Linked DNA regions of Sus scrofa: region 2 is linked to region 1. A link is a contact called in public targeted proximity ligation data. All regions are on one chromosome and are shown on one strand. The core of a region is the stretch at or near the end of the contact, and the rest is flanking DNA. Distances in the headings are between cores, read along the strand shown.

What was found.
Region 2: a targeted proximity ligation map of alveolar macrophages shows a contact between it and region 1. A contact is called at or near these places in 1 of 47 Hi-C or Micro-C datasets (heart right ventricle) and 1 of 2 datasets of targeted methods (alveolar macrophages).

Annotation. Positions count from the first base shown.
Region 1 is chr4:107,102,565-107,110,299 of Sscrofa11.1, forward strand. The region is part of intron 1 of MAGI3 (membrane-associated guanylate kinase, WW and PDZ domain-containing protein 3); the gene reads right to left. Among named protein-coding and RNA genes, the nearest start is that of MAGI3, 14 kb to the right of the region's middle.
Region 2 is chr4:107,434,375-107,442,109 of Sscrofa11.1, forward strand. The region is part of intron 1 of LRIG2 (leucine-rich repeats and immunoglobulin-like domains protein 2); the gene reads right to left. Among named protein-coding and RNA genes, the nearest start is that of LRIG2, 73 kb to the right of the region's middle.

The sequences.
Region 1 (7,735 bases), core at 3,512-6,011:
ATTACACAATTTTTTATTCTTTCATTTAGTAAGAAATCATCCCAAGTGATTATTTACTGGCCTTTCAAAGATCTATTTCCAACCACTATCTTTTTTAATGACTTTTTTAAAAGAGTTTGGTTTACTAAAAGCAGTCCAGTTTGAACTTCCAAAACAAAGATATCAAATAAACAGCAAGATATTAGCTATCTCGAGACCAGGCTTCTGGAATATTTCCAAACCCAGGACTAGGGAAAACACAAAACGAAACATATATACACACGTTCTGGGGATAAAGAGCAGCTGCGGAACATCTGTGCAAGGACACACCTAACAGACAGACGACAGAAGCATGCCACCCTAGGCTGACATCCGACCCCCTGAGACCCGACAATCCACCAGGGAGAAGTTCATGAGCACCACACTGGCTTCCAGGATCACTACAAGGTCTGTTTTTTTCCTTTGGAAAGCAGAGAAGCATGGGAGAAGCAATCAGGGAAAGGAGAAAACAAAACAGGAGCAATGAGCGAAGAGAGCAACTGATCGGGCTGAGGCTGTGAGCTACCCACACAGCTGGTCCAGATCTAGGGTCGGCACCTTGGCCGTTCCTGAGAGCACAGGCAGGAGCCACGGGAAGAGAGAAAGATACCGACGGCCCAGGATTCTGGCCTTGAGGCTTGGGGCATTTACAAAATAACAAGCCACTCCGTGTACAAGCAACTACAAGCGTCTGTGTATTGTTTCTATGTGAAAAAAATACCACAAACTATTTTTAATACATTTACATGAATATGTATATTTATAATAGTCACCCCTTCATGAAGTTTGCAATCTTATTCTCACGTAAAACGTATTGGGGGGAAGGGTATGGACCAAACCCCACAAGTCATAAACCCCCTCACCTAGGAAATTCTCATACATCACACTTCTCTCTATCCCAGAAAATCTGAACCCAAACTTTTCACATGCTGTCTCCCCTTCAGGAGAAGAAAAAAAAAAAAAATTTACAGGTTTATTATATGTAAACATAATAAAATTCCAGAATGTTTCATTAAGGTTGGTAACACAGGAACTCACCATTTCCCATAATTCCAAGGACAGGGAATAAAACGAGGTTGGACCTTTTGCAACTGGAGCTGTCGATGATTCCAGAATGATTCTGGATCTTGGGAAGAGGAGCCTCTGGCCCTTCCCTCCAGTGCTCTGCTATTAACACCACGCAGCCTGCCGTCATGTGTCAGGTTTCTCTGATTACTCACAGTTTCTTCTCCCAGAAATTTAGTTTGCACACGGTTCAGTGTGGCCTTTTCAGCCTCGGCTCTCCCTCCCCACCCCCACAACCAGGGGTGTGCTTGGTAAATGCTGACAACTCCCACCACAGCCGTGACAAGGGTGAAAACAGCTGGGAGGGTAGGGCCGTGGCACACCATGATGTAGTGTTTCTGCCACACAAACAGAAGAGATGTAAAGACACACGCGGGCACAGATGCTGGTACAACACAGTGAAGTGAATAGGTGATGACGTGGAATCTAAACAAACCAACAAACCACAACCTCAAATAGTAGGATGCTGGTTGCCAGGGCCTGGCAGAGGAGCGGGGGGGAGGTTGGTAAAGGGTACAAACTTTCAGCTGGAGGATGAATAAGGTCTGAGGATCTAATGTGACTAGTAGCTGATAATACTATACTGTATAACTGAAATTTGCTAAGAGAGGTAAGTGTTCTTGCCGAAAAAAAAAAGAAAGAAATACAAGAGGTGATTCCTCACGTATTTCCTCAGTTGTGGGAATCCTTTCACAATATATATGCTTATCAAATCATCACACTGTTCACCTTCAGTATAATACAATTTTATTAAGTATACCTCACCAAAGCTGAAAAATTCCAAGACATTAATTTCGAGTAATAAGTACCTGTCTTTTAAATACAATTTAATTACAATTTCATCAACTTTTTTCTTCAATGGCTATTTTAGGCAACTAACTCATAGAATTTCAGAAAACTTAACAATCTCATAAAATAATAGAGCCAACGCTCTGGCTCATCACTGCCAAACCTCTCAGCTGAAGCCCCAATAACTAATTGAAAACTGATGCAGCCACTATGCAGTCTAATACAGAGGTTCCTTAAAAAACTTAAAGTAGAGTTGCCATATGATCCAGCAATCCCACTCTTAGGCATATATCCAGAGAAGATTCTAATTTGAAAAGATAGGATGCACCCCAAGGTCATTGCAGCATATTTACAACAGCCAAGATGTGGAAGCGAGCAACCTAAACATCCATCAACAGAGCAATGGATAAAGAAGATGTGGGGTACACACACACACACACACACACACACACACACACACACACAGAGGAATATTACTCAGCCATAAAAAAGAATGAAGTAATGCCATTTGCAGCAACATGGATGTTCCTAGAGATTATCACACTAAGTGAAGTAAATCAGACAAATACAAACATGATATGATATTACTTAAACGTGGAACCAAACAAAAGTATATAAATGAACTTATCTGGCAGAACAGAAACAGACTCACAGACTTTGAAAACAAACTTATGGTTACCAAAGCAGACAGATGGGGGGAGGGATGGACAGCGGGTTTGGGACTGGCATATGCACACTGTGGTATGTGGAATGATTGGCCAAAGGAGACCTGCTGTATAGCACAGGGAACTCTGCCCAGTATTCGGTGAAAATCTATATGGGAAAAGAATCTGAAAAAGAATGGATGTGTGTATACATATAATAGAATCACTCCGTTGTACAGCAGAAATTATCACAACATTGTAAATCAACTGTACTTCAATAAAACTTTAAAAAATGAAAAAATAGTTCAGTCAAGCTGAGGGAAAAGAAAAAAATACATGCACCCCAATGTTCACTGCAGCCCTGTTTACAATAGCCAACACATGTAAGCAACTTAAGTGTCCATCAGCAGATGAATGGATAAAGATGTGGTGTATTTATATGATGCAATATTACTCAGCCATAAAAAATGAAATAATGCCATTTGCAGCAACACAGATGGACCTAGAGATTATCATATTAAGTGAAGTCAGAGTAAGACAGATTTCCTATGATATCACTTATATGTGGAATCTTAAAAATTATATAAATGAAGTTATTTACAAAATAAAAATAGGCCCACAGACATAGAAAACAAATTTATGGTTACCAAATAGGACAGTGAAGGAGAGAGTTAGGAGTTTGGGATTAACATATTCACACTATTATATATACAACAAACAGATAACCAACAAGGACCTACTGTATAGCACAGGGAACTATATTCAATATCCTATAATAACCTACAACGGAAAAAAAACCTGAAAAAGAATATAAATATATGCACCACTTTGCTGTACACCTGAAACTAACACATTGCAAATTTACTATAATTTTTAGAAATATTTAAAATAGATAAAGTCTAGCTATGAACAGGTAAAAAATAAAGAGTTAAAAAAAAAAAAAGAAAAAAATCATTTCCTTTTTGTCTGAGTTCAAATCCCCAGTAAAGGTTCTCACCCGCCCCATTCATCTTTTTAAGCCACAGAAATCATATGCTGCTGACCAGCTTCTGAACTGGTTGCTTCCGATGAGGTGCCTTCCCTGCCCTGGATGCCTGTGGCTTGCAGAGAAGGTTGAGATCAAGTGATATAAAACACAGATGTCGCAGCATACAGACGGCAGATGACGGCCGAGAGGACAGACACAAGCTAACCTAGTACAAAAAGATCACTACAGATGTTAAAAACCCATCAGCCCGAGATCATTCTAACTACAGGCCATTTCAGAAAAAGCAGCTCACAGAAACGACAGTGAGTTATCAAGAAAGGGCTATGTTGTATTTTAAATACTATATTTAATAAGATGCACTCAGCATCCACCTCCTTACAGTATGCCTTCCTGAAAAGCAGAGATTGGGAAATTAAAAACTATTATTTTCCAGACTCCTTTACCTCCAGTATTCAGAATGCAAATTTGCTTCGACCTTTAAGATGCAGGACACAAAATACAGAAGGCAGCAGTAAAGCAGGGCCCTATCAGCCTATGGCTTTTAGCTGCTTTCAGCAAGCAAAGAGGGTCACAGACATGTCAAGGTCTAGTCTCCAGCTTCTAGGGTGTGGAGGGACAGTGGCAGGAGCAGTAGTGCCAGGTTGAGCCTTCCGGTGTCTAGTCCCTAGTTATAGGCATCAAGGTGAAGTTGTCACAGCAGTGGCCAGACGCTAAATTTCTCACTTCCAGCAGTTATGATGCCAACGGCAGTGGCTGCTGTGACCTCCTTGATCACTGCAACAGTGCTATTTTCTAGCCGTGGTTTCAGCGGCAACCTCTTGATTGCCACTTTCCTGACTGTGGCAGAGGTGGCAGCTCCCAGGGCGAGGTGGCCCAAGGCATCCTGGAAGTCATTCTCAGAGGCCTGCCCTGCAGCCCAGCCCTCCAGCTCTTCCAAAGCTTCCCTAAGCAACAAATGCCCTGCATGACATCCATTCTGTTTCCTGCACTGAACCCTGACGGATCCTGCCAAGGAGCACATGCTAGAGTGATGCACACAGACAGATTCCCGCTGTTCTTGCACAGACATACAAAGGGTCCAAGCTAGATGCCACCATTCCCATCAGTCTCCCCAGAACGGCCACCTCAAGCCCCTTTCTTCAGTCTGCCACACATAGGTGACACCTTCTCCCCCGCTGCGGCCAGCCCTCCGTGACCTGAGACATCTACTTGCTCCGTAGCCAGCAGGGGCATAGTTCCTCAGTCACCGCAGTTACACGTCAACTCTCATTACAGCCAGACAAGCTCAAGGACCCTGAACCAAAGGTGCCTGACATCCGTCACACACCTGAGCAGTCCCCTAGGCAGTGGCGGGGGAGAGAAATCAAAGTAGAGGTGGTTCTAAATCAGACGCGCTCACCACCTCCCCAAGGAGGGGCAGGGACAGGATGACAAGAGCCGCCTGCCCTACAGCAGCACCCACTCACAGGGACTCTCTAGCAAGTATAGTGAACCATCTTTCTGATAGGAAAATAATCTGTCAAAGCTAAAACAACGAACAGCAAAAAATACTTACGTATTCAGCTGTTATACCAGCTAACAATTTTCTGATGATTTAAATCTAACCGTAAGCTACAGCGTCATGGAAGGCTAAAAATGCCCTGAAAACCTGCGGCATGTGATTACATTTCTCTCTTGTGCTCCAGCTTCTGGGTTTCCACTGCCTCTGATGACACTCATGCATGCTGATGGCCCAACACACTGAGTCAGCAGTCAGCATGCGATACTTAATGCCACAAGAATGTGGATTTCTTCAAGACACAGAGTAGGTTTAACGAGGCTAATTCTTCTTTCATGAATTTCTTACAGAAATTCTTATGCCAGAAACCCCAACAATAAAAGGAACCTGAGTCCTAGTCCCTGCTCTGCCAGCTTCATGGTAGGACTCCTTAGTAGTGTTAGTCTGTCATTCCTAAACCTCAACTTATTTATCTGTAGACAGAGTATTGGCTAGATTGCTACAGTTCCCTTCCAGCTCAGGGACTGACTTTAAACCCAAACAGAACACTTCACAGCCGAAACACTTAAAGACTAAAAAGGTGCCACAGCCTGTCTTAACCGCCTCTTCAAGGGAACCACCTTGCTGGGTGGTACTTGAAGGCTAGAAAAAAGAAGGGAGACTTGAATACAATGAGTTATTCTTCTATCTAGCTTAAGCTCTATCTAAACCAAGTATACTTTGAACAGAGTCTGCATACTTCCTAAAAATTCCTAATTCCAAAACATCTTACATTCTTCAGAACATTTTCTAGGCTACGTCTCTCAAGATGAGTGTGCCAACACACCCCTCCCCAGGGAGAGAATTTTAGACCAAGTGCACAGGAAACACAAGCACAAGATATCCTTTCCAGTATCAAGTATACAATTTTCACAAGCAGATTTATCCCAGAAGTATCTGGGCTTTAACACGTAACTGCTGAAAAGATTTTCTTACAAAGGTAGCCAGAATTAAGGCGGCCTTTCTGTTTGATTAGTAATTCTTGGGAACAACTGCTTTATCATGCAGTCAAGCTGTACAGATCCAACTGCATTGCCACAACTTTGTTTAGAAACAGAACCAAGCAATGAAGCCTTTATTTTAAGTCCTTGCCCAGTGTTTTACTTGCATTTAACACCCACTCAGACAATTCAGAATTGTGGGGGTTTTCCTTTTAATAGAGAAAAGGGAAGTAAGGGAGATTTTTCAGATATAATGAAATAATGTTCTGTCTGCAAGAAGGAAGATTCAAAACTGTTTCAGTTCAGTCTTCCCTGTGAGTCTGTGTGACCTGCATGTTCATCTTTCCAAACCTCGGTTTTGTCAGGTGTAAAAAGGAGATGATAACCCTTGACTGACGGAGAATAACAATACATGTGCTTTTTACAGGAATACAGGCATGTCAACACACATGTTCTTATAAGCCAAATGAGACAGGTGTATGATGCCCTGACGTACGATCGTGACTGAGTAAACCGCAGCTGGCTTTACCATGACAAGTCCCCACGTCACAATGTTCCTATGAGAGTTAGAGCAAGGTCGTTAACTCAGCGTTGCCACCATAGGGAGGGTGATGTGTCATTTCACTCATCAGCATTACACTGTGAGACAGTTCTCATTAGCAAATCTTACTCTATTCAGAGGGAACTGAATCTGTCATTAGCATGTACATTCCAACTTAAATCAAACACTGAATTAGTGAATAGTATCCTTAGCTAAAATTAATAATATTTTGACAAAGTGTCTGCCAAAAGCTACAGAGGCAGGCTAAACTATAGCCCTGTGACGAAGACTGTATTAACACACTTCATGACTTAATACACAGAATTAATACTCAAGAGCTCTGATGCTCTGGTCCTAACAGCCTTCTTCAGTAGGAGCAATAATTCCCCAAACATGGTCTAGAGATACTCCAAGAGGGATATAAGCTCATCTAAAGATACAAAGCCCCTGCTGCGATTCGTATTGACAAGTCACACCCAATTCCACGGATGTTCTGTTTCACGCACAATTAAATGTATGAACCAATAACCTGCCAACATTTACCACGCACTGAAGTTCACCCACCAGACACCTGACAAAACTGCCAACTCTTACTATGAATGTCATACACCGACTGAAGGTTCATATTAACATTGTTTTTAGGGCAAAATTGAAGACATTGACATAGTAATTAGAATATAAAAATAAAAGGTATTCTGGGTACCTGCCCCTCTCTTTCAGCCCCCATAGTACCTCTGTTCCCCCAGTGGAGGCAGGAAAGCACTTAAGAAAGGTGTAGACTTTATCCTACAAAGGCCAATAACTTTTTTGGTGCTTAAACAGATTCACCTTTCACTCTTCGGCAGTGTTTCAAAGTTAGAGTCAGTGAAGTAGTTCCTAGAAATCATGGTTAAAAAGTATTATTAAGGAGCCCTAAGAAATAATACAATAAATATTTAGTCTCCATTTGTTTTAAAAGACCGTTGCTGTAAAAGCAAAACATCTTAGAAGCAACTGGTTTAGAATTTCATTCTCAAAATGATACAACATGAAGTTTTAAAAACTGCATTAACTAGGCTGATAATCATTTCCTCAAACGCCAAAGATAATTAAATGATCCTCCAAAGTATTCTATCTACTTAAGAATAAGCTGCATTAATTTAGACAATCTTATGTGATACAAAAAAGTTCAAAGAAGACGGAAGAAACACTACAAGCAGCACTTTTACATTA
Region 2 (7,735 bases), core at 3,622-6,121, 330 kb after region 1:
ACAAGAGCTATTTAGCCCAGACAATGCAGCACACCATTTCAGAATCTTGTCACATTTTTCATCATTTCCATAATGATAGCAACGAACTCTGTAAATGGTTTGCTAAAATCAAGATCGAACATAGCGACAGTACCGTCCTAATTCACTCCGAGTCATTGATATTTAAATAAATAAAAGCAAGTGAGTTCCCGTTGTGGCACAGCAGAAACGAATCTGACTAGGAACCATGAGGTTGTGGGTCTGATCCCTGGCCTTGCTCAGTGGGTTAAGGATCTGGTGTGGCCATGAGCTGTGGTGTAGGTCACAGACACGGCTCGGATCTGGAATTTTTTTTTTTTTTTTTTTTTTTTGTCTTTTTGCCATTTTTTGGGCCACTCCTGTGGCATATGGAGGTTCCCAGGCTAGGGGTTGAATCGGAGCTGTAGCTGCCAGCCTACGCCAAAGCCACAGCAACGCAGGATCCGAGCCACGTCTGCAACCTACACCACAGCTCACAGCAACGCTGGATCATCAACCCACTGAGCAAGGGCAGGAATCGAACCCGAAACCTCATGGTTCCTAGTCGGATTCATTAACCACTGCGCCATGACGGGAACTCCATGGCTCGGATCTGGCATTGCTGTGGCTGTGGTGTAGGCAGGCGAGACTATGCTCCCATTAGACCCCTAGCCTGGGAACCTCCATATGTCTCGGGTACGGCCCTAAAAAGACAAAAAGACAAATAAACAAACAAACAAACAAAAGTAGGAGTTCCTGTTGTGGCTCCGTGCTAACAAACCCAACTAGCATCCATGAGGATGCTGGTTCAACCCATGGCCCCACTCAGTGGGTTAAGGATCCAGCGCTGCTGTGAGCTGTGGTATAGGTTGAAGATTCAGTGCAGATCCTGCATTGCCATGGCTGTGGTGTAGGCCAGCAGCTGTAGCTACAATTCAGCCCCTAGCCTGGAAACTTCCATATGCCACGAGTATGACCCTAAAAAGCAGTATATATGTTATATATATATACAATTTCTAGTAATGTTTCAAAATAACCATGAGTGACTTGAAGCTAATCGCTTACCCTCTCTGGGCTTCAGTTTTTTTTTAATCCATAAAAATGGGATAACACAAGGACCTACTGTAAACCACAGGGAACCATACTCAGTATCTTATAGTAACATACAATGGGAAAGAATCTGAAAAAGAATGTATATAACTGAATCACTTTGCTGTACACCTAAGACTGACACAGCATTGTGAATCAACTATACTCTACTAAAAATAAATTTTTAATGGGATAACAATAGCGACTGCATAAGATTACGAGAATTAAATAAGTTTGTGTGATCTACAGCAAGGACCATGTGTTGTTTCATTAACTGTTAAACCAAGGCGTTTATGTGTGTAGTAGACATTCCTGAGACTTGAGGAGACACTATAGAAACACAAACACCACAAACTGAATTTGCTCTTCATTTCTTCCCCAAAGCCTCTCGGCTTATCTAACTTTCAACCCCCTCCCCCTTCCTTTGATGTCTGGGAAACTCAGTTCCCCTCTCTGTGTTATGCACCACAACTGCACTCTCCACCCTCTGACTGCCCCCCAGGCCTTCTCTGCTAAGCGGGACTCCTGACCTGTGCTCTGTTAACCTGTGAGCATTTTCCCCACAGCTAACCCTTCAGGGCCACTTCGAAAGCTCTTTTTGGGGAGTTTCCGTTATGGCGCAGCAACCTAGTAACCATGAGGTTGTGGGTTCAATCCCTGGCCTTGCTCAGTGGGTTAAGGATCTGGCATTGTGGTGAGCTGTGGTGTAGGTCGAAGATGTAGCTCGGACCTCGTGTTGCTGTGGCTGTGGTGCAGGCCAGCAGCTGTGGCTCCGGTTAGACCCCTAGCCTGGGAACCTCCGTATGCCAAGGGGGCAGCCCTAAAAAGCAAAAAAAAAAAAAAAAAAAAAAAAAAAAAAGAAAGTCCTTTTCTTTTCTCCTTCCCCCAAACCCCTGGGAGGATCAGAGGCCAAAACAGAGATTGATTTCCCCATCAGTGTGCATTTCGTCACCTTCATTAAAGGGAAGAAGCTGTAAAAATCAATTCTTCTTTTAAAGTGCAATTTTAATTATTGAGATTTATAAACATTTTAAATACATATTTTAAAATATACACTCTAAACACATTTTAATATCTTTTATTAACTTGCTTAATATTAAATTTCATCAATGTGTTGCCTAAATCTAAGAAAAGTGAGGTTTTGAAAGCTCATCAGGATTTCCTAATTCTGAGAAAAACGTCAGGAAGGATGTAATTAGCTCATTCGCCCACAGATATAGCCCTATTCTGCCCAGGAGAGGAAGGAAATAAAGCAGAACTCTCTTAGCCTCACTGAACACCCAGGCATCAGATTCTGCACTGTTTCAATTTCTCCTTGCTGCTGTTTGTTCTTCCACACAAGGACCTGGCCAGACCTACAGAAGCCCCCTGCTCTGGAGCAATTCAGAAGGGTGATGGGAGGAAGGTCTCCTAGGAGATAATGGACTTTCTGTCACTAAAGGCAGTTGGGGGCTCATGTGATTAAAGTAAAATTAAAAGACGAGGCTATATTTATACCCTAGGATAGAAGGCATGTCATACCAGTTATGCCTGATTACATAACCCAGAGTGTCCCAAGACTTCATTAGCCTAAGACTACAGAATCGGGTCACATTTCTTTAATACACACATTACAATGACTCCAAGTCATCCTCTCTGGACTCTGAGAAGCTGATTCTCATTGGATCCTCACTTTTCTTCCTTGTTTGTTTGTAGCAGGAGTCACAAAAGAAAGCCCATGCCATGCTGGCATTTGCAGGCCTCCTCCCCAAGTACATCTACCTTTGCTGCTGCTCCACATCTCCAAGGCCACCAGATGCCATCGGGGGCCTGTCTCCTCCCCCAGACGTGTCTCCCCAACAGGCACACAGGCTCCACCCTTCCCTCCCCAAACAACAGCTTTGACCAGCACATGGGTGACAAAAAAAGTCTGACAGAAGCCTTGAGTATCAGATACGGCGTGACAAGGAAAATGGAAAGAAACCTAAACTGGAGGGAACGTATCACAGCTCTCTGAATTTGTTCATCCACACCTTTCCAAGGGGACCCTCTGCCAGAGCTGGCTCCACGGGCCTTCCACCTGTGCAATCATAGAGGCCCCCACGCTTGCAAGGCTCCCACATTTAATGTTCTGCTGTTGCCATCTTGAGATTCTTAATAAATTCTTGAACAAGAAGCTCTTTATTTTCATTGTACACTAAGCCTTGCAAATTATGTACCCACACCCTCCATTTTTTCAATTGAGACGTAATTGACATATGTATAACATTATACTCATCTTAGGGATATAATATAATGATTCACTATTTGTATGTATTGCCAAATGATCACAAGTCTAGTTAACTTTCACCACCATACATTGTTACAGTCACACCCTCTATTCCTCTCCTAACCCCCCTACCTGCCAGTATTTGCCAAGCCCAGATCACCCTAACCAGCCAAAGTGTCTATGATGATGCCCTTTGTACCTGGAGGTCTGGTCCAACTCCAAACACGAAATCGCTCCAGAGAGGCAACCCTGCCCCCAACAAAGACAACCAACAGATCACTTAAGAGAGATGAATTGTCCTTCAAGGACCACAACCACAAGGCAGTGTATAAGGTGCTTTGATTTCAATACAAATAGATAACCAGCATTTACCTACATCTCGGCTCATACCCACAAAATAATCCAAACGTGGTTATCTAAAGATCCAGATATTTGATCCCATGTAGACCAAAAAAGCAGCAAACAACTACATGTTTAACTAAGATATGCTTGTTTTGGTTGAAGAAAGTGGCATCACAGAGAAAGACTTACTCTGTACACGAGGATGTGCTACAGAGAGGCCAGAATGTTCGACACCAGAACATTCTCAAAGCTGTGGCTGCTGCTCTCATCTCCTTCCCACCTTTTACCTCCCCAATTTCTCCCCCCTCCCCCACTTCTCCTTCCTTTCTCCGTTCCACTCTAATTCCACTGTGGCCCCTGTAGGGCAGTTTAAGTAACTTTCTAGGCCTGACCCTTAGGTATCTCCCTAGCAGGAGTCCTGTACTCGGCCAAAGTCCCAAGGGATGGGGATGCAGGGGTGATGGCCCACGGACACTCAGCTCCAGCTCCAGTCAGATCTGGGAAGTGGCAAAAACAAGAACCAAGAGGAAATGGGTCACAGCCCCGTGGTTGGCAGAAACAACTGCTGTGCCTGAGCCTTTATTCTAGGAACAAATCTTTGCTCTCTTCACCAGTGACCCACGTGAATCGTAATTCCCAAGAGCCATAAAGCAGAGCAATAAAGAGGGCTGATTCCACATCTGCCGGGTAAGTGTTCCCTGGCAAGACAAGAAAGACAGAGAGACACAATGCTTTCATGGAGACAAAAGGAAGAAAGAGACTGGGCAGATGAGATCCTTTATAGAAAGTCTGAGCCTTGACTGACAGCCCCTAGATGCCTACACACCAAAAATCTCTTTTCCTTTCTTCTTTTTTCTTTTGAATCCCTCTGCCTATTTTAAACACCTCTTCTTTCCTTTTCAAGGTGAGGTAATGGGGAAAGAGCGACAGCAGAGCCAAATCAAGCTCGGAGCCTGGAATCATGGGAGCCGGAGGAGATCTTGGCAGAACCCCACTGTTTGTTGGATGGGTTCTGGAAACACCCACTGAATTGGCTACTTCTTCCTTCCTGCAAAGAAGACTGTAACAAGATTCTTTCTACTGCCTGAAGTGGTGACTCTCCGACCTCTTGGCCTTAGTCACGTCCTCTCTCCCACCCCGGCCCCAAGGACTCTTCCTCTTCTCCTTGGCAGGTCCGGAGCCCCAGCGTGGTATTTCTCAGTCGGCAGTAGAGGGCGTCCTGGCCCCGGAGAATGATCGGGTCCACTCCCGCCACGCGCGCGCGCCCGCAGCGCTAATGACTTGCAGCTCCATCAACATAAAGCAACCTCTTCACAAAGGAACATTGTCACTAAGCATTTTCCTTTTCATTCTTGAAAGCTCCACTGCCCTGGCCAACCCCTTCCCCCTCCCCTCTGCCTTCTTGCGCGCTCTCTTTCCTCTCCCAACCTCTGGGAAGCAGCAGGAAATGAACAAGGTCCACAGTGAAGAAAAACAAATCCAGGGCCCTGACGAGGGAAACCGCAGGGAAATGACCAAGTGGCATTAACAGCTGCAGGAGCTGTAGACAGCGCTGTGTGTGTGTGTGTGTGTGTGTGTGAGAGAGAGAGAGAGAGAGAGAGAGAGAGAAGGAATGTGTGTGTATCCAGTAAGTATAACCGTACTTTCCAAATTTCATCATACATAGAGATCATCTGGAGAGCTTGTTAAAACAGAGCTTCCTGGGCCTCACCCAGGAATTCTGATTTAGTAGGTCTAAGGAGGGGCCCAAGAATTTACTTTTAACACTCCCAAGATATCTTAATGCTGCCAGTGGTAGGCTATATTGTGAGTGGCACTGTGATACACCAAATGCAGTGCATACACTGTACCGATCTGGGTCAGGGCCTGGCTTGAATAAAATCCCGATAAGGTGAACTCCCCCAGAACAGTCAGTCCAGATCCTTCCAAATCCAGGCCAGAAGATCTCACAGTTCAGCCTACTGCTGTTCCCTCCCCTTGGAAAAGGAGCAGAGACTGTATCAAGCAGAGCTTTGTTTGGAGGGGGCTGGAGTTCAGAGAATAGGCCAGTTCTCCATCCCAACCAGCAGGAGAATCCCAGCAGGCCCCTTCCCTCATAGTAGGCAAGGGATGGAGACTCAACTCTGGCTGTGTTCCACAGCTTGTGCCCTGAGGCCTCCTCAGCATCCTGCAAACCCCAGAACCTCTACAGTCACAGAGCTTGGTGGAATAATCTGGTTACCTTCCAGAGAGCTGAGCACTCAAAGGCACTTAGAGTAATTTAAGGAGAGGCACTCGATTCTGTTGATGCACCACCGGAAGATAACAAGACAGAAAACTTTGATAAACCCAGTCCTAGGAGTTCCCTCTGTGGTACAGGGGGTAAGGGACCTGGCATTGTCACTGCTGTGGCTCTGGTTACAGCTGTGGCACAGGTTGAATCCCTGGCCTGGGAACTTCTGCATGCAGGAGGCACAGCCACATTTTTTTTTTTTTTAATAAAAATAAAAACTTATCCAAAGACTGTAATTAGTAAAGAAATAACAGTAGTCACTTATTTAAACAAACAAGCAGTCCTAGTCCTCAAGGAGTCAATAGTTTAACTGGAGAGAAAGACTAACAGATGTGGAAAAGTAAATGTATCTAAGTGTAGTGAGAGCAGGGAGATAGCAAAAAAACAAACAAACCAAAAAATCTTTGAGGCCATCAGAGGAAAGGAGGGCATCTTGAAAGAAGGAGTTGCATTGAAGGGAAAATGTAAGTTCATCATGGAGACAAAAGGGCAAGGGCAAGAGAAGGAGCCATTTGAGTCTTGAGATGTGAAGAAAATTGGAGAAATGCTGAATATAAACCACAGGCTGGAATGAGGCTATTTCAGCCGGCTTTGAGCACTTTATCACCAGAAGACAAAAGGGAGACCAAATGGGAAGTTTTATTTCATAAACGCCTGTAGGAACTGTCAGCAGGAGGCACTTTCCCTGTTAAAATGCCCTACATCCCAGGGAAGACACTGGGTCGGGGCAGGGCTGCTTCTCCTTCTGGAGGCCCCTTCGTGAGCCCAAAGAGGGCTTTGGGTCTAGGGTCTGATGCTCAGCTCCCTCATCTGGCCATCTGCATGGCCCTTGCAGTTAAAGGGCTAGCAGCCTGCAGTGCCAGGCTATAGCAGATGGACTAAAAGGGCAGAAACCACAAAAGGGCCCAGAAGGCCAGTCAACGAGTACAAGAAAACCACACCCAGTGACTCCAGAATGACTCAGGAGAACCTAGGAAGTAGGGTAGGTTGTTTCAATACCCTGGAGTAGGGAACAAAGAGCACGGCTTGGTTACTGCTCCTCTGCCCTAGTTTAATTCCCCTGGGCACATGGGGACACATGGTTAAGGTGGAGACCCACAGGGCTGCTAGAGGTTCAGGCATATAAATACTACCCAAAGGATACAGAACCACGGACACTTTCAAAGGACTCAGTTTCCAGGTCCTCAGTTTTCATTCATGTTCTTCCTTAAAACTGGTATGCCTCAGAGGACACCTGCAGCCCTGATTTTCTTTTCCTATCTCTTTCTCAACTGCCCTCTTGCCACTTGACCGAAAAACAAAAAAATGAAAAGCTTACCTCTCATTCCTCTCTAAACCTGCTAAATGAGTCATTCGTTGTTGCTCTAGGATATAAAAACCTCTGGGACATCACAGGAATAATTCCACAAATATTTTAACCCAAGGAGCCATAAACACCTCTCCATTCTTTCCATCTCCTTAAGAAACAAATTCCCAGAGTTCCCGTCGTGGCTCAGTGGTTAATGAATCCGACTAGGAACCATGAGGTTTCAGGTTCGATCCCTCACCTTGCTCAGTGGGTTAAGGATCTGGCGTTGCCGTGAGCTGTGGTGTAGGTCGCAGACGCGGCTTGGGTCTGGCGTGGCTGTGGCTCTGGTGTAGGCCGGCAGCTACAGCTCCGATTAGACCCCTAGCCTGGGAACTTCCAGGTGCAGCCCTAGAAAAGACAAAAAAAAAAAAAACCCAAATTCCCAATAAAATGTCACTTTTTTTTCTTTTTTTTTTTTTGTCTTTTTGACTTTTCTAGG